Linked DNA regions of Mus musculus: region 2 is linked to region 1. The links are chromatin contacts, called in public ChIA-PET maps. All regions are on one chromosome and are shown on one strand. The core of a region is the stretch at or near the end of the contact, and the rest is flanking DNA. Distances in the headings are between cores, read along the strand shown. Region 1 holds the start of Xpo4 (exportin 4). Region 2 overlaps Lats2 (large tumor suppressor 2).

Evidence for each region. ChIA-PET counts read pairs in DNA pulled down with a chosen protein or histone mark.
Region 2: an RNA polymerase II ChIA-PET map of memory CD8 T cells shows a contact between it and region 1, with 97 read pairs. The contact joins the enhancer-like site here to the promoter of Xpo4 in region 1. A contact is called at or near these places in 1 of 484 Hi-C or Micro-C datasets (nephron progenitors), 6 of 115 datasets of contacts at active chromatin or transcription factors (bone marrow-derived macrophages, effector CD8 T cells, embryonic stem cells and 1 more) and 2 of 9 other capture datasets (adipose tissue and pancreatic islet).

The regions. Positions count from the first base shown.
Region 1 is chr14:57,663,005-57,667,021 of GRCm38.p6, forward strand. Xpo4 (exportin 4) reads right to left here and starts at 2,234. Exons shown (of 23, transcript NM_020506.2): 1 at 1,884-2,234. The coding sequence starts at 1,952.
Region 2 is chr14:57,711,032-57,715,048 of GRCm38.p6, forward strand. The region is part of intron 2 of Lats2 (large tumor suppressor 2); the gene reads right to left. Among named protein-coding and RNA genes, the nearest start is that of Gm26440, 15 kb to the left of the region's middle. Within about 2 kb of position 1,945, at least 69 of the 459 cell types and tissues checked have an H3K27ac peak or open chromatin away from gene starts, as enhancers often do. A contact at or near this core is called in effector CD8 T cells and memory CD8 T cells, where this site is marked.

The DNA of each region.
Region 1 (4,017 bases), core at 984-3,483:
ATGCTGATTTTGAGAAAAACAACATGTTGAATAAAAAATTAACAGTTAAGAAGTGTTAGGATTTAGCGCGTGCCTGTGGTCTAGCACTCTGAAGGCTGATGAAGGACCACAAAAATGTCAAGGCCAGCATGGGCTACAAACATAGTGAGGTCTAACCTAGCTATGCTACAGAGTAAAGAGTTCTAAATTCTGAAATGGGAATCTGGTAAACTAAGTAATGAATCAGTTTCATCACTAAATTTGCTGTGACCTACTGCTTTGAACCTCAGTTTCTCTCCACAGTACAAAGCTGCTACAGGAATTCATAATATAGAACCCAAATCTAGCACTCAACAGAATACTAGTACTGTTTTTCATGCCCATCAGGCCGATGATGAACACCATCAATTAACCTATCAATTTCAATACTAGAGCACTGTTGAGTTCTTGGAATTTAATTAAAAACATTACCCCTATTTCCTAGGAAATCAGGTATTTTCGGGGGTGCTGTATTTGGGGATTTTCGTAAACTTTTATTAAACCTAAGATTTTACTGCATGTTTTTTTAAAAGATTTATTTATGTGTTTTATCTGCATGGCCCGTGGAGGTCATCGGATACCCTGAAACTGGAGTCAAGGACAGTTGTAAATCACCATGGGTTCTGAGCAGGGTCCTCTGCTAAAGCAACAAGTGATCTTAATCCCTGAGCTGCCATCTCTCTAGGCCCTCTTCTCACTTTCTAAAAGCCAAAGCATCTTATATTGTATGTGAAGACAAAACTTAATGGAGTTACAATTGGTAACTACTGACTACCTGACCTGGGAACCTGCTCAGGTCCTCTGGAAAAGCAACACGTGCTCTTAACTACTGAGCAGTCTCTCCAGGCCTTAACTAAAATATCCTTAAATAGGATGCTCCAACAGAATCCTTGACAGTAACCTTAAAGTAGGGTAAAAAAGAAATCTAGCTGCATTTAGTTGTTAAAATGTCTAAATCATTTCAAGTAATAAAATGGACATCTAATTTTAAAAACAAAACAAAAAACCCTACAAATGCAATCGTCATAATTTACAAAGAACGAAAGAAAGAAATCAGGCTGAGCCAGCAAGCATAAGACACACAGTTTACTAAGTAACGAAACAGTATCCTTCTCCTTACTTTTGCTCCCTATGTGAAATCCTGTTTATAATACCGACTCGTCCTGCTCAAACACCCTCACCAAACTATTTCGTGGTAGTTGTTAGACTTCAGCTAATAAGTACCTGGGAACCTGCCACAGAGTCAGTTTTCCAAAACGCGAAACCCACAAAGAGTAGGTCTTGAACCAAGTTTTGCCCCAACGACCTTGGTCCTAAAGATTAGCCTCTCTCCCTCCGGCCGGTCCGTCCACGTGCCGCCTGCTGCGGTTACCCAGAACAGTCTGCATGTCAGGCAAAGAGCTAGGGGACCCGATCCACAAGAGAACGAGGGTTGCTAACAGCACCCAGACTATGCCATCCCTCTCCTAACAGGATCAACTCCCCAGCGTCATGCACACAGTCCCAAGAATGTTCCCTAACCCAAGTCCTGCGGGGTTCACCCTGTGCCTTGCTCTGCTACCCAGTCTGCCTAGCGAGGTATGGAGCGAAGCTGGCGGCACAGGAAACTCTCCATCTTACACCACTACACCCCAGTGCCAGGCGGAGGAACAAGGCGGTCAGGGAAGGAGACAGCACTAGAAAGTAAAGAACCAAGGCAAGAGGAAAGTAGGATGGAGAATCCTGCGCCACGCCACCACCACCTCCACTTCAGGGTTCATCCCAAGGCCCTTCCTGGCCACCAACCCAGCGGACAGCAGGCCTGACCAGGGAGAGCCAGCCGGAGTCCCACTAATCCCCCGTTTCTCCGGACCCGGCGTCCTCACCATCAGAACTTTGGCCGCGTTCTCCAGCTGAGCGATCACTTCTGGGGGCCCCAGCGCCGCCGCCATCATGGTCTCTCTTCAATGACGCGCCATGCGCTGCATTCTGGGAGCAGGCGCCGCGGCCGGCCAATCGCCGCCGCGACCCCGGCGCCTCTCGCGCCTCCCGGGCTGTCGCAGCAGCCGTCGGCGTCGCGCCCCCAGCGGCCTGACGGGACCGCCGATTCCTGAGCAGCTGGAAGGAGACAAGCGTGAGCCCGGTCGCGGCGCTGGGAGGAGGGCGGCGGCAGCCGGCACCGGGCGAGGCCGAGCGGTTGGCTCTGTCAGCCGCGGCCGGGCATCCCGCGCGGGTCTGGGGCCTGCGCATGCGTGGTTCCCTGCTGGGTGCGGGCCGCGAGGTCCTGGACCGGAGCCGCGCAGCCCGTTAGCTGCGGGTTAAGGTTTGGGTGTCCTGCCCGTGCGGGAGCTTCCTCTCGCTCCCATAGGCTGTCCGGTGTGGAGCAGGATCTCTTAGCCTTGGAAGCGCTCTCCTAAGGGTGCGTCTACGCCCAGAATTCATGCCTCCCGCTCCGCGGTTCATTCCGCTGTGAGAAAAGGGCATCCGTGGACGAAATGCTTGGTTTTCTTGATTTTTGAAACCCTCTCCCTAACCACTTGGCTTCCTGAAGTCAGTAAGGGCTCAGCTGCCGCCAGCTTTGGACTTCAGGAGTTTATAATAGCAATGCTAAGTACAGAATCTGCGAGGAAAGGTGCGTTACAGTAACTTCAACGCGCTGTCTTCTCTCCGGTTCTTTAAGGTTTTGTTTTTCAAAGTCTACGTCCAGGAAAGTGATCCCGACATCAGCTAGTTCAATGTTCAAAAGGTGGTCTAGTTGAAGTATTTGTATGTTTCGACCTGACAGCTCCATTTTCTGAGTTTTGTTGACTGCCTGTTCTGCTTTCTGGGGAAAATCCACGTTTTTGAGTTCCTTCTGTAGACTTCCTGGTTTTCCCAGAGATTTGTAAGTCTGCCCTCCGCCCCTTTGAGGTTTTGTGTCTTCGAAATAGAATTGCATTAATTTTTAAATGATTTATTTTTTATTTTATGTGCATTGTTTTGTGTGCATGTATGTCTGTGTGAGAGTGTCAAATCCCCAGCAACTGGAGTTACTGATGATTGTAAGGGTGCTGGAACTGAACCTGAGTCCTCTGGAATTGCAGCCAGTGCTTTTAACCACTAAGCTATCTCTCTATTACTATTGTTTCTATTGAAACAAATGTAAATTCTTCTCTTCACCCCACCCACTCTCAGTGCCTTTATTTATTTATTTTATATGTAAATACACTGTAGCTGACTTCAGACTCCACAGAAGAGGGCATCAGATCTCACTATGGATGGTTGTGAGCCTCGATGTGGTTGCTGGGATTTGAACTCAGGACCTTCAGAAGAGCAGTCAGTGCTCTTAACCGCTGAGCCATCTTTCCAGCCCCTTTTCTTGTGTTTTTAACAGGATTTTTCTATTCACGCTGTAGACCAGGCCAGCCTCAAACACAAAGATCCACCTGCCCTCTGCCTCCTCAGTGCTGGGATTAAAGGCATGGCCAATCGGTTTTTTGTTTGTTTGTTTGGATTTTTTTGACTTCTCTACTATTTTTGAGAAGTAAATTAATGAGATTTTTTTTTTTTTGCTTGAGAAATAAAAGTGTCTTTCATTTCATTACCAGATGACAAAATTAGTTGAAGTGCTGTTAATGGTGGTTTTCCTGTTGAGATTTGTGTGAACAGGGGCCAGCCAAATGGCTCAGCAGATAAAAGAACTTTCAGTACTAGCCTGAGGACCTAACTTCAATCCTAAAGTGCATAGCAAATAGAGAGAACTGACTGTAAATTGCCCTCTGACCTCTGCACTTGTCTGCCTTCATGCATCCGTAACATACACTGTGCTAGTTAGTTTTTGTCAACTTGACACAAATCTAGACTTACCTGGTATATTGGCTGGTTTTGTGTGTCAACTTGACACAAGCTGGAGTTATCACAGAGAAAGGAGCCTCCCTTGAAGAAAGGCCTCCATGAGATCCAGCTGTCAGGCATTTTCTCAATTAGTGATCAAGGGTGAGAGGGTCCATTGTGGGTGGTGCCATCCCTGGCCTGGTAGTC
Region 2 (4,017 bases), core at 695-3,194, 48 kb after region 1:
TCCCCACAAGGCATCAAGAGAGACCAACTCCTAAGAGTTGTCCTGACCTGTGCATGTGCACTGTGACATGCTATGCACTGTGACATGAGCCCAAACTGATGCGTATAAACACAGAATATGAAAGCATTGAAGTTAAAGGGGCCTAAGAGTGATGGATTGTGATGGATGCATGTGAACCAGGATGAAGAGAACCTCTTACAAAATAACGATCATCACGTGTAGGTCCGCCTACACATTTCCTCACGGCAACAGCCACCACTATTTGAATCAGGGCCTCTAGTTTTTCATCCAAAGTACACTGAGGACTTTCATATGTGGAGAAAGAACATAAGCTCAGGGACAGGGATTCCTGGGTGGGGAGACGAGATGAGACTGTCCTGAGAGTTCTGTATTAGCTCTATGTTCAGGAAATAAGGCTTAGTAAATAAAGGCACCATTAGCACCCCTCCACTGCACACACAAGTAGTCTCTGCTGCTGTTGGAACTCTAGTCCCTTCTCACCCGTCCCCTGTCCTGACCCATCCCCTTAAAAGCCATCCAGCACCCATGCCATACCCTACACTATGTGTAATTCCCCTTAGTTGCCACTCCTTGTCCACCTGAGTATGGCTAACACCTTTGTGACTACGAGGTAAATCCCCTTGGAATGTACAAATAGACACCAAACTTCCTGTAATCCAAAGGCTAAGAATGCTCAGATGGCATCTAAGGTCAATGGCTGAGATCTTCCTGCTCTGCCCACCTAATGTTTCCTTGGTTTGTGACTTTATTTATTTGGTTCCCATAAACCTTCAAGCCAGCATTATCAAGCTGCACATGTGTTTGGAGGAGCCTAACTCTCTGCTCAGGGCCATGGCCACTCTGGTTCTGGCTCCAGAACACATGGTTTTTACTTCTTTGAGGTGAGAGCTGTGCTTCTGTATCTTCAACTAAAACGAACAACCTCACCACTCTGTGGAGAGTTATCCAGGAGGGCAGAGGTGAGCAGCTGTACTATCAGGCTGGTGCGACACCAAAGTAGGCTTACCACTGTATCCAGCTGCCATGGTCTGTCCACACCCTGAACTACAGGTCCATATGAGTCTCCTGAGACTCTGCTGGGGCCTCCTCTGGTCAGTCCCAACAAACCAACCAAACTCTTGGTCTAGCTCGTGTTGCTTTAGACAATTAGGGTCTCTCCCATTGGGTGGCAGCACCCCTCAGAATGACTCGAGACCAAGGCATGCTTAGACCTAGGAACTGAGCAAAGCACTCAGGAAGCAAAGGCAGGCAGATCTCTGTGAGTTCAAAGCCAGACTGATCTACAGAACTAGTTCCAGGACAGCCACAGCTACCCGGAGAAGCCTGGTCTTGAAGAACCACCACCACCACCACCACCACCACCACCACCACCAAAAACAACAACAACAACAACAACAACAATAAGAACCAGGAGCTGTGAGCATGGTCCCTGTGCTCTGTACTCTGAATTGTGGACATTTATCTTTCCAAGCCAAGAGACGGAACCTCAGCCTGACTAGTTGTTTTCTAGGCTCACACAGGTAAAGTCTGAATGGGGGCTGGAGCTGAGTGAGAGAACACCTGCCCCAGCAAGTACAGGGCCCTAGATTCAATCCCAGGACCTAACAGACAAAACCCACATAGTCCAAGAAATTGCATGTTGTTAGTAAACACGAAACTTCATTTCACAAAACAGGAGCGATGCCTGTGAGCGGCCATCACACTGGCAAATATTCAGGATGCCGGCGAGCAGCAGCAAGGCTAGGGCTCACACAGACACAATGGAAAAAGGAGAACTGGCCCCAAATTAAAGATACGCAAAATAAACCCCACAGCCCAAGATAACATGGCCACTCTTGGTGACTGCCTCACACAAGCAGAGACAGACTGTGTACCTCTCCTGTCTACAATGGAAACTTGTCCACTTAAATGTTCTTCAGTGTGACAACTGAAGAAGGGAAGTGGTGTAAGTGTCACCACAGTTCATCACAGTGGTGCAAGTGTCACCACAGCTCATCAGCTGCGTTGGCCACACCCATCATTACAGAATAATTGCTACCACACAATGAAGAAAGTTGTACAAAGTCCTACTGTACAAAGTAGGTGTGGTTTGTCTCTGTAATAGCAAGCCAAAGCACAAGATGGGTGAACAGCCTTGATAAGAAGTGGGCATGAGAAGGGCTGTGAAGAGCACAGCTCTGTAACACATGCCACAGAGCACTTCTTTTTAAGGTCTTTGAGAGGTGGCTCAGTGGTTAGGAGCATTGACTGCTCTTGGCTGCTCGTGGAGAGGACTTCCATTTGATTCCCAGCACCCATCTGGAGGCTCAACTGTCTGTAACTCAGTTCCAGAAGATCTGCTCTCAGTAGCAGGATCTGATGGACTCTGCAGGCACACAGGTGATGCACATACACGCAGGCAAAACACCCACAAACACCAACCATCCAACCAATCAACCAAACAAACAAATCCCAGCACTCCTTCTAGCAAAGCAAGGTGTAGAGACAAGACTTGACATTCCAGCCCAGGGGAGAACAGACCACTGACCCGGGGCCAGAATGACCCGGGGCCAGCATGTTTCAGGACAGTGAGCAGACACAACAACAACAACAACAACAACAACAACAACAACGCAGATGAGGCCTGAGGGACAACTAAGCTGTCCTCTGGCTTCCACATGCATAGGTTTACATACGCACACATGCACGCACACGTGAGATGTTCTGTTACTCTTACTGCTTTCATAAACACTGGCAAAGTCACTGTCGTCGGTCAGCACCAGCTGGGTCCTTCAGTGACAGTAAAAACCTGGGCCAGAAACTGAGTTTACAGCCACTGTCAGTTACAAGTTGGAAGGAGGGAGGGAGAAAGAAGGGAGGGTGCCAGCCACTGCAGTGCCCCTCTGCTCAGCTCACGTCTGCACGGTCAGCTCCAAGAGGTCGGTAGGCAAGACTGCTCCCCTGGCTCAGCATCATGAAGGACTTTACTCCTGGGCCTGCTCTGCTGCCACCCTCTCCTCTAAGGAGTTCTGCAGAAACTGCTCTTGCAATCTACATGACATTTTTCTTCTCACAAATGATCTCTAAGGACTTATGCTTATCTTAAATGCAATTCAAGACAGTTACTTTAAAAACAAAAACAAAAAAAAACTCGAGTTCTGCTTAGAGATAAAAAAAAAATTGCCAGCAATCCAGAGTCTTTGACAAGCAAAGTTCTTTAAAACACTTGAAATAGGAACACCACACATCACTGGGCTTCTAGAAAGCTTTTGTAAAATTATCATTAAAAATTTGTCAGTGGCTGTGTGGCAGTTCCACAGAGATCCACACTGGTGAAGCATCAAGCAGGCCAGACCCGGGAGGCTCTCTGCCTCTTGACTCTTAGCTACTTTTTGAAGCATCCGCTCCTTTTCACAAGCCCCAGTCAGCATGCGCCAGCTCTGGCTCAGTCCCTATATCTCCTACTGGCCTGTTCCAAGGGCTTAGACACACAGGAAAGCTGCACTTTCTCCTAACAGGGCATTGTGAGGGTATATCTTGTTTGTTTTGGTGTGCGTGTGTGCGTGCGTGTGTGTGTGTGCGCGTGCGCGTGCGCGTGCGTGTGTAGAGGACAGGGATCCTGGGCATCTTCTCTTCCTCTATTGCAGTCCACCATGGTTTTCCTAGCCTGGAGCTGGCTAATTTAGCTGGATTGGTTGGCCAGGAAGCCCCAGGAGCTTGGATTACAAGCACATACTGCCATGCTTAGCTTTTTACATAGATGCTTGAAATCTGAACTTGGGTCCCACGCATTCACACATGCTCAGCAAGCGTGACTTTACTGACTGAGCCATTTCCCAGCTCCAAGACTCCTATTTTTAATGTGGCCACTACACACACTCACATTAAAGGAGGGCAGCTAAGATGAAACCTCACAGGGCAAGTGTCCAAGCAGACAGCATCTTCTGAGATGGCTCTTTCAGCTAAGAGGCCTCCCTGTGAGGAGTGACGGCAGGGTGGTCCAGTCTCTGCTAGTAG